Regions from separate parts of the Oryctolagus cuniculus genome. Here region 2 is linked to region 1. The links are chromatin contacts, called in public Micro-C maps. All regions are on one chromosome and are shown on one strand. Each heading gives the region's core, a stretch centred on a gene start, on an enhancer-like site or on the middle of the called end of the contact. The rest is flanking DNA. Distances are from core to core; before and after follow the strand shown.

Region 1 (7,726 bases), core at 1,496-3,995:
GAGCCACATAAGCACCTCCCTAACACCATCCTTATCAGTGGCTGTGATACAGAAACACCTGCCCCCACAAAAAGTCAAGGGCAAAGGTCATCTGGCATTCCAAGGGAACTCTCCAGCAGGGAGCCTTCTAATTGGCCAGTATTGATCGGTAAATTGTGTCCCTGCTGTGATTAATTCCAGCCCCCCCAAACTCCCGCAGCATGAGCGTGATAGGTCAAGGTTTGGGGCCTCTAAGCATCCTTTACAAATGGGCCTCAGGTCCTTAAAGGTGCCAGCGAGAGATTGCAGCTTGTTAACTCTCTCCTGGCTACTAATGCTAACCCAGGAAGCCCGTTTCATTCCGTTTCCTCACTATCACTAATAGAGCCTTAATGGGATGCTAATGTGAGGAACAGACGTTATCAGATGGCTTGTGTGATTTATGATGGATTTATTACCACTCTGAGTTCCCTTGATGTTCACTGCATCTTTCCCCCATCCATTCCTATTATTGGCCTTAGCAAATGCTTTCATAATTAATTAATTTTTTTCCTGAAGGGGGTTAAATTATTTTTGCCCTGCTGCTTTCCCTCCATATTTAATTCCCAATGGATGCTTCTTCTCTGTGTGCCTCCCAGAGATGGAACTTACTAACTAACAGCTGTTCTCTCTGCAGTCTCCTCTCTTCCCCACCTAGCCTTCCATCTAATGCCCACTCATCTTTCTAGAATAGTTGTTCTCAAACTTGAAGGTTTGCTGGAGTTACCTGGGAGAGCTTTTAAAGTACTTATTATGCCTGAGTCCCATTCCTGGAGATCTTGACTTCATTAGTCTAGGGGTTCTGCCTGTATCTTAAGAATTTGAAGAGCTCCCTGGGTGATTCTCATCTGTAGGCAAGGCTGAGAGCCACTGGAGTAAAATCTAGACCACCCTAAATGCTATGTCCTCATGAAACTTTCTGTATGTCTCACAATGGACACAATCCCTCTCCCCTGGAATCTATGTAGCACTTTGTATGTGTCCTTGGAAATTATCTAGAACTTTGTATATTTCCAAGATCAGTTACCTTATAGTTTACCTATTTGCAAACTTCTTTTATTGCCACTATCAGACTGTGAGTTCCTTACAGGCAAGGACATTACCTGAGATATCTTTGTGCCATTGCATTATTGCAATATATGTTAACTTGAGTCTTCCTAGTGACCACACTTCTAGGAAGTGTGCTTCCCACTTCCCAATCCTGCATACATCTCAGGCAACCTGAGTGAATTTTACTTTAGGGCCCCGATGATAGATTTTGCCTGCCAGTGTGTCCCTGCTGCCTCTATCATCCCTCCTCACTTCGTGACCATGTGTCCTAGTTTGCTGGGGAAAGTCACTACTTACGCTCTCATCCCCATATTATTGTGAATAGCTTCTCTCCTTTCACTCTCAAAGTATCCCAGTTTGGATGACAAATCACGTGGTTCTACTTCTCATCCTTCTCCTCCTGGTCTCTTTTCTCAGATCAACCTAGAAAGAATACATGTCTTCAGGGCTCAGACTTTCTTCAGTGATAAGCTTAAGAAAGTCCCAGAGGGGTCTGTCCAAATGCTGTATAATTAACAGGCACAGCAGATCTATGGTGTTGGAAGTCAGGACAGTAGCTTCCTCGAAGGAATGCATCCTGGGGCTCATGCGAGGGAGCTTCTGGGGTGCTGAGGGTGTGCTGCTTCTACTGAGGACTGTTGGTGAGAATTCATTATACTGTAGTACTTATCCTCCTTTTCTGTATGTGTTAGACTTCCATGATTTTTTTAAAAAGGAGGGTGAAATTATAATCCATATAGAAGTGCTAAAGTCAGTGCTTAGTCTTTTTCATGAATACAGTTGCTCTCATTGACAAATTCTTATCAGCACCAGCAAGTGCTACAGTACCCAAGAAATCTACTGCCCATCTTCTTGGATGTTTGCATTGTTTTATTAAGGAAATATATGTTGTCAATCACAAAATACAGTGCAGTCTTGTTCATTATGTGATTCTTTCAATGATTTGTGAATGAGACATTTTCTTACATTACAGATGAGAAACTGTCACCAAGATGTTGAAAAGCAGATTGAGTTTATATATGGGCTGAACTTACTGATAACAGGGAAATTGCCGTGGTTTTCAGCTGTCTTGATCACAGAATCAGATTAAATGTATGGCTGAGCATATAGGTCGGCAGATATCAACTATGAGAACTTAAAACCAAATAAAATTAAACTACAACTAGAAAAGATATATCAATTTATTTTGGCTTTTGTCCAGAATGTTAATATTTGAATTGAGATCAAGACCAATGGTTTCTGAAATCATTGTCAAGTTCCAGGCGACAAGACTCAGTTTCATATTGAGAGAATTCTCTGAGTGTTCAACATGAGCCCTATCTGTTTGAGTCCAGTTCTTCTGGTTGAGAAAGAGGTCCACCAGGTAGAGTTATCCCAGAGAATCCTTAACCACTGTCTCCACTTCCGTTCCATTCTATGCCACGTTACCCTCAACCCTGAGCAAGAGAGTAATGGCTCCCCTCTTTAGGCACAGCTAACATGGACAACTGAAGTGAATGAGTTGTCATTACTAAATATATAAATACAATACATAAATGTCATGGTGAAATAAACAATATGCCAAGTAATAGAGGACTGAAAAAACATCAGAGCACTTAAGAAGTTCATGGAGAAATAGAATTAAAAGATGATTTTATTTTGATGCAAAAGAAAATTTAAATCCATGCATTGGCGAGTTTACCCAGCAGGACTGAGAGGTGACCAAAGCCACATAATGTCAGTAACTCGTTCATCCGTCCATGCCAAATGGATTGTGGGGAAAGTGATTGGGACAGCAATGCAAAAAACTGCCAAAGTGAGGGTGACCAGGCTTGTTCTGGATCCCTACTTACTAAAGTACTTTAATAAGAGAAAAACCTACTTTGCTCACGATGCTCTTCAGCAGTGCACTGTTGGGGATATTGTGCTTCTCAAAGCTTTACCTGTCCCACGGACAAAGCACGTGAAGCATGAACTGGCTGAGATTGTTTTCAAAGTTGGAAGAGTGATAGATCCAGTGACAGGAAAACCCTGTGCAGGCACCACCTACCTGGAGAGTCCAGTCAGTGTGGAAACCACCCCCCTAACCAAAAATCTGGAAGAACTCAATATCTCCTCAACACAGTGAAGGAGGGTTGGAAGGAGGAGCCAAAGGGAAAGACTGACACATTTGCTTTGTGGAAAACGAAATTTGCCTACCGTTCATCACACACCGTCCAGCGTCTGCTGTAGTATTTATGAAATAGCTAAAAGTAAATGAGGTAAAGGGCTTGTTATACCTTTTCGTAAAAGCTCATGATCAAGTTTCAGATTTTAAGTAAAGATACTTTTATGTTATGCTAAAAAAAAAATCCATGCATTATGTTTTCATAGTACACATTTCCATGAATGTTTTGAAGACCCATTATATAAATGATTTCAAAAATTGTTACCCCAATAAATTATCTAATTACATTTTCCATGAACTTTGAAATACCCTCATAGAGGCCAAAAAATACCAAAGCTGTATAAAAAGAGAAACTATCAAAAGTAGATAAAGTCAGAGAGCTATCTATTCAAGTGAACAAATAAAAAAAGCAGCAAAATCCTGGCGGGGGGGTGGTGTCTCATGTCTTGGACTGAAGTGAGTTTGAACTACCCATGCTGTGTTAACTGTTGATGAAATGTCATTGAGCTTAAAATAAAATAAGTTTGTAGTCCTAGATAACACTCTCCACCAACATATAAAGAAATAACTCACAGCAATGTACCAATATGTCAAGATTTCTCACAGGAGGCAATATGAAAACTAGCTGGATGGTGTCAGGCTCATTTAAAAGCTCATTTGCTCCCCTTAGTCACTGTCCTTTCACCTTTACATGTCATATATCCTGGGCTCTTGTCTACGTGGCTGTCAAGGCACCAGCTTAATAGTGCCGGTCCGTCAACAGAGATGTGTTAAATGTAAAGATGGCAAAGATCCCTGCGGAAAGGGAAATGCAAAGAACCGGAGCCAGCTGAAGTCATGAGACACCAGGTGACAATAAGACTGTGTCATTTGATAATACATATCCCTGAGGTACCCAATGAACTTTACACAGACTTTTTTTCCTGTTATATCACTCTGACATCCTGAAAAAAAATTCATAACGAAAGACACTTCCATTCTACACAAAGAGATGATTTGTCTGAAAAAAGTTAAGAAGTGAATTGCTCTGGGTCACTTTATTTTCGGGGATTTCTGGTTTCTGTAAACAGCCACTAATCTGCCTACAGCATCCTCCGCCCCATCCCCATGGCCACTCCCACCCTTACCTGTCAACTCTCAGTTAGAAGGAGCAGATGAAAGGTCAGAGGGTGTGTGTGTATGAGGTACATGGGAAGGTATACAGCTCCTTGACTGGTTCAGGGCTACAGACACTTGCTTGGCTAGACTCAGCCAGTTCAGGGCGCTTCTCTTCTACCTCTTGAAATTCATATCTGCAACAATCCAGTTAACAGCCCTGAGTCAGAGGATGCCGCCCAGCAAGAAGACTGTACATGGGCAGGCTCGGTAGTCGCCGATCTGAGTTCTGAGTTTAATTCTGCTGCTTATTGAGGATACCACCTGTATCTGTCCTGATGTCACATGGTCAAATTGAGTAACTTCTGATTTCGTATCTAAAAGACATTTAAGAGAATTGAATGGGAAAATGAATTTAAATTGTCTAACATAGGCATCATCAAGGGACAGCCTGCCCGCTGCCTGTTTATGGAAATAAAGTTTTACTGAAACACAGCCATGCCCACTCAATTCAGACTATCCTTTCTCTTCACTGTCTACTGTTGCTTTTTTGGCTGTGCTGTTGGCCTGTGATATATATTGCTTCTCTGTTCCTTATGTTTGTTCTGGCTCCTCCTGATCATCCCATGCTTCCCCAGAAGTGGGTTGACTACATTTTCTTTTAGCAATTGTTCACTAGAGAGTTTCAATTTCACTTCAGAACTGCTACATCTTAACCAGAAAGGGAAACCGGCTGGTCTGGGAGGCTGCCAGCCAGAGGCGAGAACAGGAAGCATTGTAGCTCCCCACTCAGTGAGTGGGCTCATGAGGGACAGTCACAGGCACTGGTTCAGTTTCATGTTCCATGTATACATTTTGGCCAGAGTTTACATAATATGATTTTTTAAATAAAATATTTATTTATTTATTTGAAAGAGTCACACAGAGAGAGGGAGAGACAGAGAGAGAGAGAGGGAGGAAGGGAGGGAGAGGGAGGGAGAGGGGGAGGGGACGGGGGAGGGGGAGGGGGAGGGGGAGAGAATGTGCTTCCATCTGCTGGCTGCAATCACCAGGGCTAGGCCAGGTTGAAGCCAGGAGCTAGGAACTTCATCTGGGTCTTCCACATGAATGCAGGGGCCCAAGGACTTTGGCCATCTTATGCTTCCTTCCTGGGTACATTAAGAGGGAACTGGATTATAAATGAGGTGGCTGGGACTTGAACCAACACCCATGTGGGATGTTGGTATTGCAGTGACAGCTTAACTAGCTGTGCCACATGCTGACCCAAATATAATATGATTTTTAATATTGCAACAATTTGCTTGTTGTTAGTCAGAATATATAGTATAAAGGCAAGTCTAATTTTTTCTCTTAGATTTCAGGATTTTTTAAAAAAGATTTATTTATATATTTGAAAAGTAGAGTGGCAGAGAGAGAGAGAGAGAGAGAGAGATGGACAGAAAGAGATTTTCCATCTGTTGGTTCACTCTCCAAGTGGCAGCAACAAAGCCAGGAGCCTGGAGTTCCATCTTGGTCTCCCACGTGTGTGGTAGGGTCTCAAGCACTAGGGTCATCTTTAGCTGCTTTCCCAGGTGCATTAGCAGAAAGCTGGATTGGAAGAGGAACAGCTGGGACTGGAACTGGCACCCAGATATGGGATGCACTGGCCCCAGATTTTTTTTTAAATGTTGATTCTCCATTGCTTTTGGTGAATATATTGAAAGGAGGCCTGGTATGGGAAATAAAAAAAAATCTAGGTTTAAGTTTGAGTTTATCTTAATTTTATTATGTTGGACAAATCACTTATTTTCTCCTATCATTTATTCATGAAAAAGAATGAGGCTAATAATACTATTTGTTTTACTTCATGATGTAAGCATAAAAGTGCAAACAGAAAGCTTTGTAAACTTTAACATCATCAAGAAAATGTGATGTATATGAGGGGTCCTTCAGAAACTTCATGGAAAGCATATCATGAAGAAACCATGCATAGATTTCACAATATTTTGCACCAAAATAAATTCGTGTTTTAATTCCAATTTCCATAAACTTTTTGAAGTCCCTTTGTAGATATAATAGGAACTGTTACAGGGCATCTGGTTATTTTCCTTTCCTTTATATTTTTACATTCACATAAAACTCAGTTTCAATTTTCACAATGGGTTCTGATATCTGACAAGACTGATCCCTAGGAATATTTTTTGCTCATTATTCCTGTTTATAGTTTTGAGTCCTTATTATAAGATAAGCACCAACTTTGTAATTAGTGCTGATTCTAATGATTTCTGTGAAAAACCTTGTTGGACCTTTTGGATAGAATTATTTTATTAAGTTTGAGAAGCTTTGCCATCTTTAAGTTGAAATTTTTTCATCTAATAAAAATATAATTCCTCTTAATTATGAAAATTATGTGTCTCAATCAAGGCTTAAACTTTTCTCCTTGAGTTTGTAGGTGTTTTATAGTTGTTACTATTGAAAAGGTTTTCTTGGTTATTGCCAGTATAACAGGGTACTTTCTCGAGCACGTGGGAAAATGGAATGAAAAGATAGGTTTATTTTGGTACAAGCAGTTTTGAAATCCATGCCTAGTTTTTATGTAATGTGTATTTTAAAGACATTTATTTATTTATTTATTTCAGAGGTAGAAAGAGTGAGAGACAGGGGGAGCTCTAGACTACTACCTCATTCCCCAAATGCCAGTAACGGGTGGAGCTGGGCTAGGCTGAAATCAAGAGCCCAAAATTCAATCCAGGAATCCTATGGAGGTGGCAGGGACTCAATTACTTGAACCATCATTTGTTAACTCCCAGAGTACATGTTGGTAGGAAGTTCGTACCAAGAGTGGGGCCAGAACTCAAACCCAGGCACTGGGATCCCGGATGCCATTATCCTAAGTGGTGTCTTAACCACGAGACCAATTGCTCACCCCATAATATGCATTTTCCCTGAACATTTGCTAAGTGTCCTCTTAAAGAAATACTGTTGCTTTTCGGATGTTTACCTTATTCCAAGCCACTTGATGACTATTTATTAAGGAAGCCTGTTAGCTCATGCTTTTACCTTTTCCAGAAATATTCTTCTGTGATACTTTAGTATTTCAGTTCATAAAATGTTTACTTTTTGTTTTATGACCTTTTGCATTCAAATCTAAAGTAATGATATTAAAGGGCAGTCGTGTGTGTGTTTCTGATTTATGAATGTTTACCTATTATGTACAATCTTGATTTATGTTAGGCCAAAGAGCACCTTCTTTATCACATGGAAGGGACCCCTTTACATTCCTGTGGGAATTCTTGCTTTACAATTAGGAAGAGGTGTTGATTTTATCAGGCGTAGTATCTGCGAAGCTCTCATATGGGTTAACTAATTATTGTTGAATCAGTGGCAACTCAGTGGATTCGTTTCTCCTTGGAAGTCAAGCTCTGTATTTAGCTTGTT
Region 2 (7,726 bases), core at 3,074-5,573, 360 kb after region 1:
ACTACATTCCCCAGGTTAGATGAGCTGACTGGAATTGAAATCTTATGAGAAATGGAACTGAAAATATTTTTGACAAGAGAAAAGAAGACTTCTAGAAGGGAAAGGTAGCTTTGTCCAGGTATCTGATAAGTTGTCATAGGAAGAAATCTCTGCTATTCAAGAGAGTAAAGGAAGCACACCAAGTGCAGAGATGCTGAGCCAATTTGCACCAAATAAGAAAGAGCTTGTTAGCAATGGGCAATGCTCTGTTATGATGGAATGGGCTTGCTCCCTGGTTGATGAGCCTACAGTCTGGAAGTAATCAGGACCACTGTTGAATATGCCCTAAATGCCAGGTCCATGATAAGTACTTACATACACAATTTCAAATCCTCACAGTAATTTTGCAAGCAGAAAAAATTATTACTCCTATGTCACAAATGAGAGACTTGTGGTCTAGAGGAGTTTCATGACTTGCTTAAAATCTCATTACTTGAAAGTGCAGAGCCTGAATTCCAACTCACATCTGACTAATTCCAAAATAGGGATACGTAGATCCTGCCTTAGAAAGAGGTTGGATTAGGTAACTAATCAGGTATACTAATTTACTCAGTTTTAGATTCTTCCCAGTAGTCCCTGTTTTCTGAAGCCTTCGCCAAATGTAGCATACACACGTCCTAAGCAGGAATTTGTTTTTGGCGTGGGGGGTGGGACAGAAGGGGATTCAGACCAAGTATTTTTGTAAAAATACCATATATTTGTGTATGAGGTGAGAATAAAGGAAAATACACATTATCAGTGAGCAATTCCCAAGCACAGCAGCTTCACTCAATGACTCCAGCAAGGTCAGCAAAGGAATCTTTCCAACTATGGTCAGGGACCCCGGCTGATGGGGAACATCTTTTTGACACATGCCTGCATGACCACAGCAGCAGTGGTCAGCAAGTATAGCTACTGTGCACTGGCTCTCACAACTTCCTTCTGGAAGTGACACACATCTCTTTCACTCACCTTCCTTTGGTCAATATATGGGCAGAGTAAACTATCAAGAAGGTGAGGAAGGACATCCTATCATAAACTAGCATGGGACAGCCATACAGATGTCAGATTTCCCTAATGATTTCCACAGTAGGATTTTGAAAGCAGTAAATGTTCAGAGGTGATATTTAACGTATAACTAGGATCATTAAGAATTTTGAAGTAAATTGTGAAAAGATAAAGTTCATTCTCTAAAAATTTGGAGGATTATAAATTAGATCTCATTATAACACACTGTCAAAAGATGATCCAAGTGAGTGGTTTTCATTCTGTGCCAGAGAATGTCTTAGACATCCTATATACACCTGCATAAAGGGGTAAGGCCTAGGGTTCTGGGTTCTCTCCTCCTCTTCTTTAGTCTGTTTAACTTGGTGATGGTGGTGGTGGTGGTAGTGGTGTGAGTGTGTGTGTGTGATTGACCTATTTCTAACAGCACCCTTATTTCCATTTGGGAAATTATTTCCATCTCTGCTCTCTGCCCGCATCCCCAACTGTTCCACATGAGATGTCCTGGTACCAGCCTCGGAAGCTACTGGCCTCTACCGGAAGCTCTCCACCACTCAGGTACAGACAAATGTGCAACCCAGGATTAATCACATATACTCTCTCTTGATTTTGACCCTGAGACTAGTGAGCACAGGGGCAAAAGAAATAGTGAGAGTTCATTCATTGCCACTTCTAGTCCTGGTACCTGTAAATCCCAACCCTCACGCTTCCATTCTCCCTGCAGTCATGTGAAAGCACTATAACATCTTTCTGGTAAATTCCCATATGCTCAGTTAACTCAATAGTTTCTCTTACTGACAGTCAGATAACCCAAAGTTTAACTAAGATTTTGTTTGTTTCTTTGTTTAAACAAAGAGTTCCACTGTTAAAATACTTAAATTTGCACAAGGTGTTTTTAGATGCTGATCCTAACCCTATATTTTAAGCTTAAAAATAACAGGAGAAAATGCAATTTTTTTCAGCTCTTTCAGCTGACAATGCACATGTCACCACCAACAGGAACCACAAAGAAACCTAGGTCAGTAAAATGCTCTCAAAAACAATGTCTCAGTGTCTCTCCCACCAGTCTTCCCACATTTGATTAGGAAATTTAACTCTTTCTTAGTGTCCAAACATTGACAAGCTGCAGGCTGCACAATCTGAGCTATCTGATCCAGGTGTCCCTTGGGAGCCCCTTGCGGTCCTTCTCTCTGTGATGGGTGGAAGGGACATGGACACACACACCTACTGACTTGGATTGGGGTGCTTTTGAGGTTTGTGCCTTTCCTGTGCAATGGTAACACCGTTTTCTGTGACTCATTTGTAGCATATTGGCACCAGCTCCTCAATCTTCCTGGCTGATATTTATGAGTTTAAATATGGCTAATGATACAACATGCCTGCCAGATGGTCAAGGGGAACTACCTGGATTCAGATATTTGAGCATCAGGCAAATGCTTGATTCCTTGGACTGAGACTCAAACATAAAGCCATTTTTGGAAAATAATATAATCCTGAGGATTCTCAAACACTGTAAGTAAACAGAAGCAACCCATGCAGATCAATGAAACAGGAGCAGGCTAAGGGTGGACCAGGCATCCTTCTCACATGGGTGAGTAGCCGGTGTCGCATTAGGGCTGGTTCTGCCTGCGTGTTCTGTTTGGGATTCCTGTTATTGTGTAGGTTGCAGAGACTTAACATGTATTTCCCCTGTGATGCACCCGATGTCTCCTTATTTTGCTTGTAGGATCAGCTGCCTCTCCATAAATGTTTATGAGTTTCCCTGGTTGTTTTTGTTGCTTCCACAGTCTCCATCAGATTCTTGGTGCACATTCTTTTGCAGAAGCCTGAATGTTCTGTGTCCTGCTCTGCCCAGCGGCAGTCTTTCTTTTTACTCTGGCTTTTTGTTGAGTCTCAACCTGGAATGTCAAACTGTTTTGGTGATTCTCCCAGTCTGCTTCTCCCTGTCTGCTTCACTGGGTTATTGATGTGCTCCCTTGAAGTGCCACCACCTCCGTACCCGCAACCCCAGTTCTGCACTTGGTGAATTGTTTTTTACTCTGTAAAATGGGCACTTCTCTCCACTCAGCCAGAAAGCAGCCTGGTTTCTGCCAGGAAGCACTGGTCCCTTGGCAGAGGGCAGTCAGAAAACATCACTCCAGCACTCAACGGTCATTTTTTCCCTGAATTCTTTGCTTATTTGCTTTGTTTCTAGCTTAAGAACCATTCCTTGGCTGTTGCAAAAGCTGGCCTATTTTGAGTGCTATCAGCCAAGCATAGATCACTACTTCTGTGTACTTTATGTGTGGATTACTCCAAGAATTAGGAAAGAGAGTGGAATAAAGAATTTCATAGGAGGAAGGATTGGCAGACTGTAGAACCAAGTTTAAAAGGAAAAGGATTAGGGAAGACAGAAAGCAACCAGTTTTCTAAATTCAAGGGAAACTACATACAGTTGCTAGAGGAATTCAAGGACATTTAAAGGCTGGGCTGTTTTTCTTTAAATATAATTATCCTTTGCATGGATTTCTCAAGCAACCTACCTGCCTGGCTCACCTCACTGTCCTGTTGTCCATGTGGAGGTCTCTGGCAAGGTCCAAGGAGCTTTGTACAAGCAAAGAAACAAACAAACAAACAAACAAACAAATACAGCTAATACAGTTAAGAACCCTGGAAATAGAAAGTCAGGCTCCTAGGCTATGAATGTATCCGGTGAACTATGTGACAACACTGAGGTGTCACTGCAGTGCCCCTTTTTTTGATCTCATTGGATTCAGGCATCCCCACAGATGTGTCTTGTAAACCAGCCTCTTTCAGGGGAAAGGAATCTCTGTGTAGCACCTCTTGTTCCTCTGTCCCTCGGTCTGCTCTGAGACGTCATTGTCAGGTCATGGGAATCACATCCCCCACCCCGTCATGCTGTTGGTGTGTCAGCTCCTTAGGCATGTCTCACACACGCAATTCCGGCCTGGCCAGTGTCTGCCTTTTTCCTTCCCCAGCTCATCATGCCCACATCACCAGCCCCTCACTGCCAGCAAGCAGAGGCCAGCCCTGCCTCTCAGGGCAGAGACGATTTGCTGTGCTCTTCACCCTGAGCAAGGAGACCCTTCATTTAAAAAGGAAAGATGCTTTATTTCTCCCTGAATTAGAATAATGAAATCTGCCTTGTAAACACAGAAATTAAAATGCAGACAATACAAGTCCTTCAATTTCCTTTTATTGGTCCTCAGAGGTGAACCCAGGAATGGTTGTAAATATGTATCAAGGTAGCTCCTGGCCTTGCTGTAAGGAAACTCCACTCCCAGCAACGCCAAGTGTCGCCGTCTCATTTGTCTCCAAGAGTCCCTCCCCCGACTCATCTCCCCACGCTGCACCTGCTTCTGTCTCCCTACCCTGGCTACAGTGACTTTGAAACTGGTAAGAAATATTTTGAGGTGACACCGGAGTGGCTGTGTGGTCTGGAATGCATTATCGTGCCATGTCTCAATTACAATGCTCTCCGGATGGTAGGGGAATCAGCACAGGCTTGGAGCGCACTGCCACCTCCTGGAAAACCAGCCACACAGGGTGCCTGCTGTCATCCCTCCAACGCCACCAAAGGGAAACCAGGGACTTGGTCGTGGCCTTCTATCTTTAGAACCCAAGATCTAAAGTGCACAGAGCAGTATGCTCCTGCTCCTCCAAACTGGAACACACCAATTCCTGAAGGGGAAGAAAGATGTTGCACTCTCCTCTTAATTAAAAGCAAATAACCAGGTCGGGGAGGACCTGGTGCCCAGAGATGCGATCCTTATTCCTGCCTTCCGCTCCGAGGCTGGCAGCAGGCGCCGCTTACCGTAAATGAGTGCCTGGCACCAGTCGGATCATGCCCTTGGGATCTCTGGCAGAAGTGATAGCCTTATTTACACCGTTAAGGGACTGGCCGCAGTACTCCGAGGAGTCACGTGCACCGCGGAGGTAGGGGTGGAGACAGCCCAGGCTCTTCCTGTTATTCCCCTGTGATTGTTTACTGAGATTCGGCCTTGCCAGTGTGTCCGGATAACTACTGAGATTCTTTCAGGGAACACCAAGAACACAGAAAAGCCCCTATGAGTTTAAATTTAAAATCACAGCACATGCAACTGTGTCTTGAAGGCGCAGCTTTGCTAACGAGCAGGTTAGTTGTCAGGTTTTGGCTAGAAGAATAAAATATGCTTGGGAAGAGAGCGGGCCCATCGTCAGGAAAAAGAACAGGATAACAGATTTCTCTATCAAGAGCTTTCCTTTGAAATGACAAAAAAATGATTATCTCTGGAAAAAGGCAAATGAGGAAGTATTCTTATTAACTGAATTGATTTCTACAAAATAGCTGGATTTTTTAATTCAATGGTGTTCCCTATAAATAAGCATTTCTTATCTTTGGAAGAATTATAAACCCTTTGAAAAATATTTTAATATCTGAAAATTTATGTATCTTTTTTCCAAGAAAAATACATACATTTAATAAAGTCTGTGGAACCCCATCACCAATTTGCCAAGGCTGAAGTCATCTTCTTTTATTTATTTATTTTTTTCTGACAGGCAGAGTTACACAGTGAGAGAGAGACAGAAAGAAAGGTCTTCCTTCCATTGGTTCACGCCCCAAATGGCTGCTATGGCCAGCGTGCTGCGCCGATCCAGGTGCTTCCTCCTGGTCTCCCATGCAGGCACAGGGCCCAAGGACTTGGGCCATCCTCCACTGCACTCCCAGGCCACAGCAGAGAGCTGGACTGGAAGAGGAGCAACCGGGACAGAACTGGCGCCCCAACCAGGACTAGAACCCAGGGTGCTGGCGCCGCAGATGGAGGATCAGCCTAGTGAGCCGCGGCGCCGGCTAAAGTCATCTTCTTTTAAAACATTTACTTATTTATTTGAAAGGCAGAGGGCCAGCGAGAAGGGGGTAGGATATCTTCCATAGGCTGGTTTACTCCCCAGGTTGCTTTAATAGCTGGAGCTGGTCCAGGATAAAGCTGGGAGCCCAGAACTCCAACCAGGTCTCTCACATTGGTGGTAGGAACACAAGTACTTGGGCCATTGTCCACTGCTTTCTCAGGTGCATTAGCAAGCAGCTGGATTGGAAATGGAACAGCCAGGACTTGAACTGGCACTCTGATATGGGATACCAGTATTGCTAGTGGTGGCTTAACCCACGTGCCACACACTGCCCTTCTCCCCCCTAAAGTGACCTTAACATCATTTAATTAAAAATACCTGCTGTTGCTAGACTGGGTTTGAGCATCCTGGTTGTTTCAGGGAGAAAGAGAGGCCATAGGAATATCTTCAAATGAGCAGAACCTTGAGCTTGGCACCTGTAAGGAACGACCAGGAAGTATTTTCCCTCTGTTCCATTTCCTAGCCTCAGATTAAAAATAGGTTTCAACATGCATCCTTTGAAAATCCTGTACTTTCAGTCACACATTTGCAAAGCTCTGATAACATCTGGCCTCAGTATGGCTCCAGGGAAACAAAGTTGAAGCTGGGTCCGCTGTGGCACCTGTTGGGACCTGTCCGTTGTCTTCTCCCTTGGAGGAAAAGCCTAACAAAAACAATTTGGGGAAACAGCCTTCTCATGGGGGGAGGAGATCCCACCTTTGCTGACAATGTCATGGTGGCAGCCCCACAGCCCTCACAGGGGATTCCAGATATGGAAAAATTGTACGATCAGATCCAGGGCGAGATGATTTGCAAGAACTACATTAAAATAGTAGTGGAGTTGGAAGCATACCAGGGGATTCCAATTCAATCCCATCGAGGTGGCATGTACCAATGCCATCTCACTGTTCCAGGTGATCAGTTTCAGTTCACAGTTGGTCATGGTGAAGGGACTGGGAGTCAAAGGGAGCACATAGACAAGTCTAGTACCTGCTAACGCTAACCGATAGAATAAATAAAGGGGAGAGTGATCCAACATGGGAAGTGAGATACTCAGCAGACTCATAGAATGGCAGATGTCCTAAATAGCACTCTGGCCTCAGAATCAGCCCTAAAGGCATTCGGAGCTGGCTGAAAAGCTCATGAGAGTATTTCAGGCATGGAAAGCCAAGATACTCTGGCAAAAGATCTCTGCGAGTGAGATCCCAGTGGAAAGAACAGGTCATCAAAGAAGGAGGTACCTTTCTCTGAAGGGAGGAGAGAACCTCCACTTTGACTATGACCTTGTCTAAACAAGATAAGAGTCGGAGAACTCAGAGGGCTTCCATAGCCTTGGAAACTCATGACTGGAGCAGAGGGAGATTACTGATGCCATAGACAGGAGTGTCAATTGGTAAAGTCAACAACAGGAGTCACTGTGCACTTACTCCTCATGTAGGATCTCTGTCCTTAATGTGCTGTGCATTGAGATTTAATGCTATAACGAGTACTCAAACAATATATTTCACTTTGTGTTTCTATGGGGGTGCAAACTGTTGAAATCCTTACTTAATGCATACTAAACTGATCCTCTGTAAAAAAAAAAAAAAAAAAAAAAAAGAAAAGAAATTATCAATTCCCAACTTGACTCTCACTGGGATTAAACATGACAATAGGTCTGCTCTGATTTCATCATCATTTAAAAAAATCATCTATTATTTTTCACTTTATGTTTCTGTGTGGGAGCAAACTGTTGAAATCCATACTTAATGTATACTAAGCTGATCTTCTGTATATTAAGATAATCGAAAATGAATCTTGATGTGAATGGAAGGGGAGAGGGAGTGGGAAAGGG

What was found. A called contact is a pair of places that touch in the nucleus more often than the background predicts.
Region 2: a contact with region 1 is called in a Micro-C map of ear pinna, with 9 times the contacts expected there. The contact joins the enhancer-like site here to the promoter of LOC100351745 in region 1. A contact is called at or near these places in 2 of 6 Hi-C or Micro-C datasets (ear pinna and an unstated tissue).

The regions. Positions count from the first base shown.
Region 1 is chr3:32,519,204-32,526,929 of mOryCun1.1, forward strand. It overlaps LOC100351745 (small ribosomal subunit protein uS17m), which reads left to right and starts at 2,746. Exons shown (of 1, transcript XM_002712601.5): 1 at 2,746-3,384. The coding sequence starts at 2,783. The coding sequence ends at 3,175. LOC103348862 (a long non-coding RNA gene) reads right to left here. Exons shown (of 5, transcript XR_011387574.1): 2 at 4,342-4,686; 3 at 1,366-1,491.
Region 2 is chr3:32,873,613-32,881,338 of mOryCun1.1, forward strand. No RefSeq gene overlaps it. Among named protein-coding and RNA genes, the nearest start is that of MIR2355, 110 kb to the left of the region's middle. Within about 2 kb of position 4,324, at least 2 of the 8 cell types and tissues checked have an H3K27ac peak or open chromatin away from gene starts, as enhancers often do.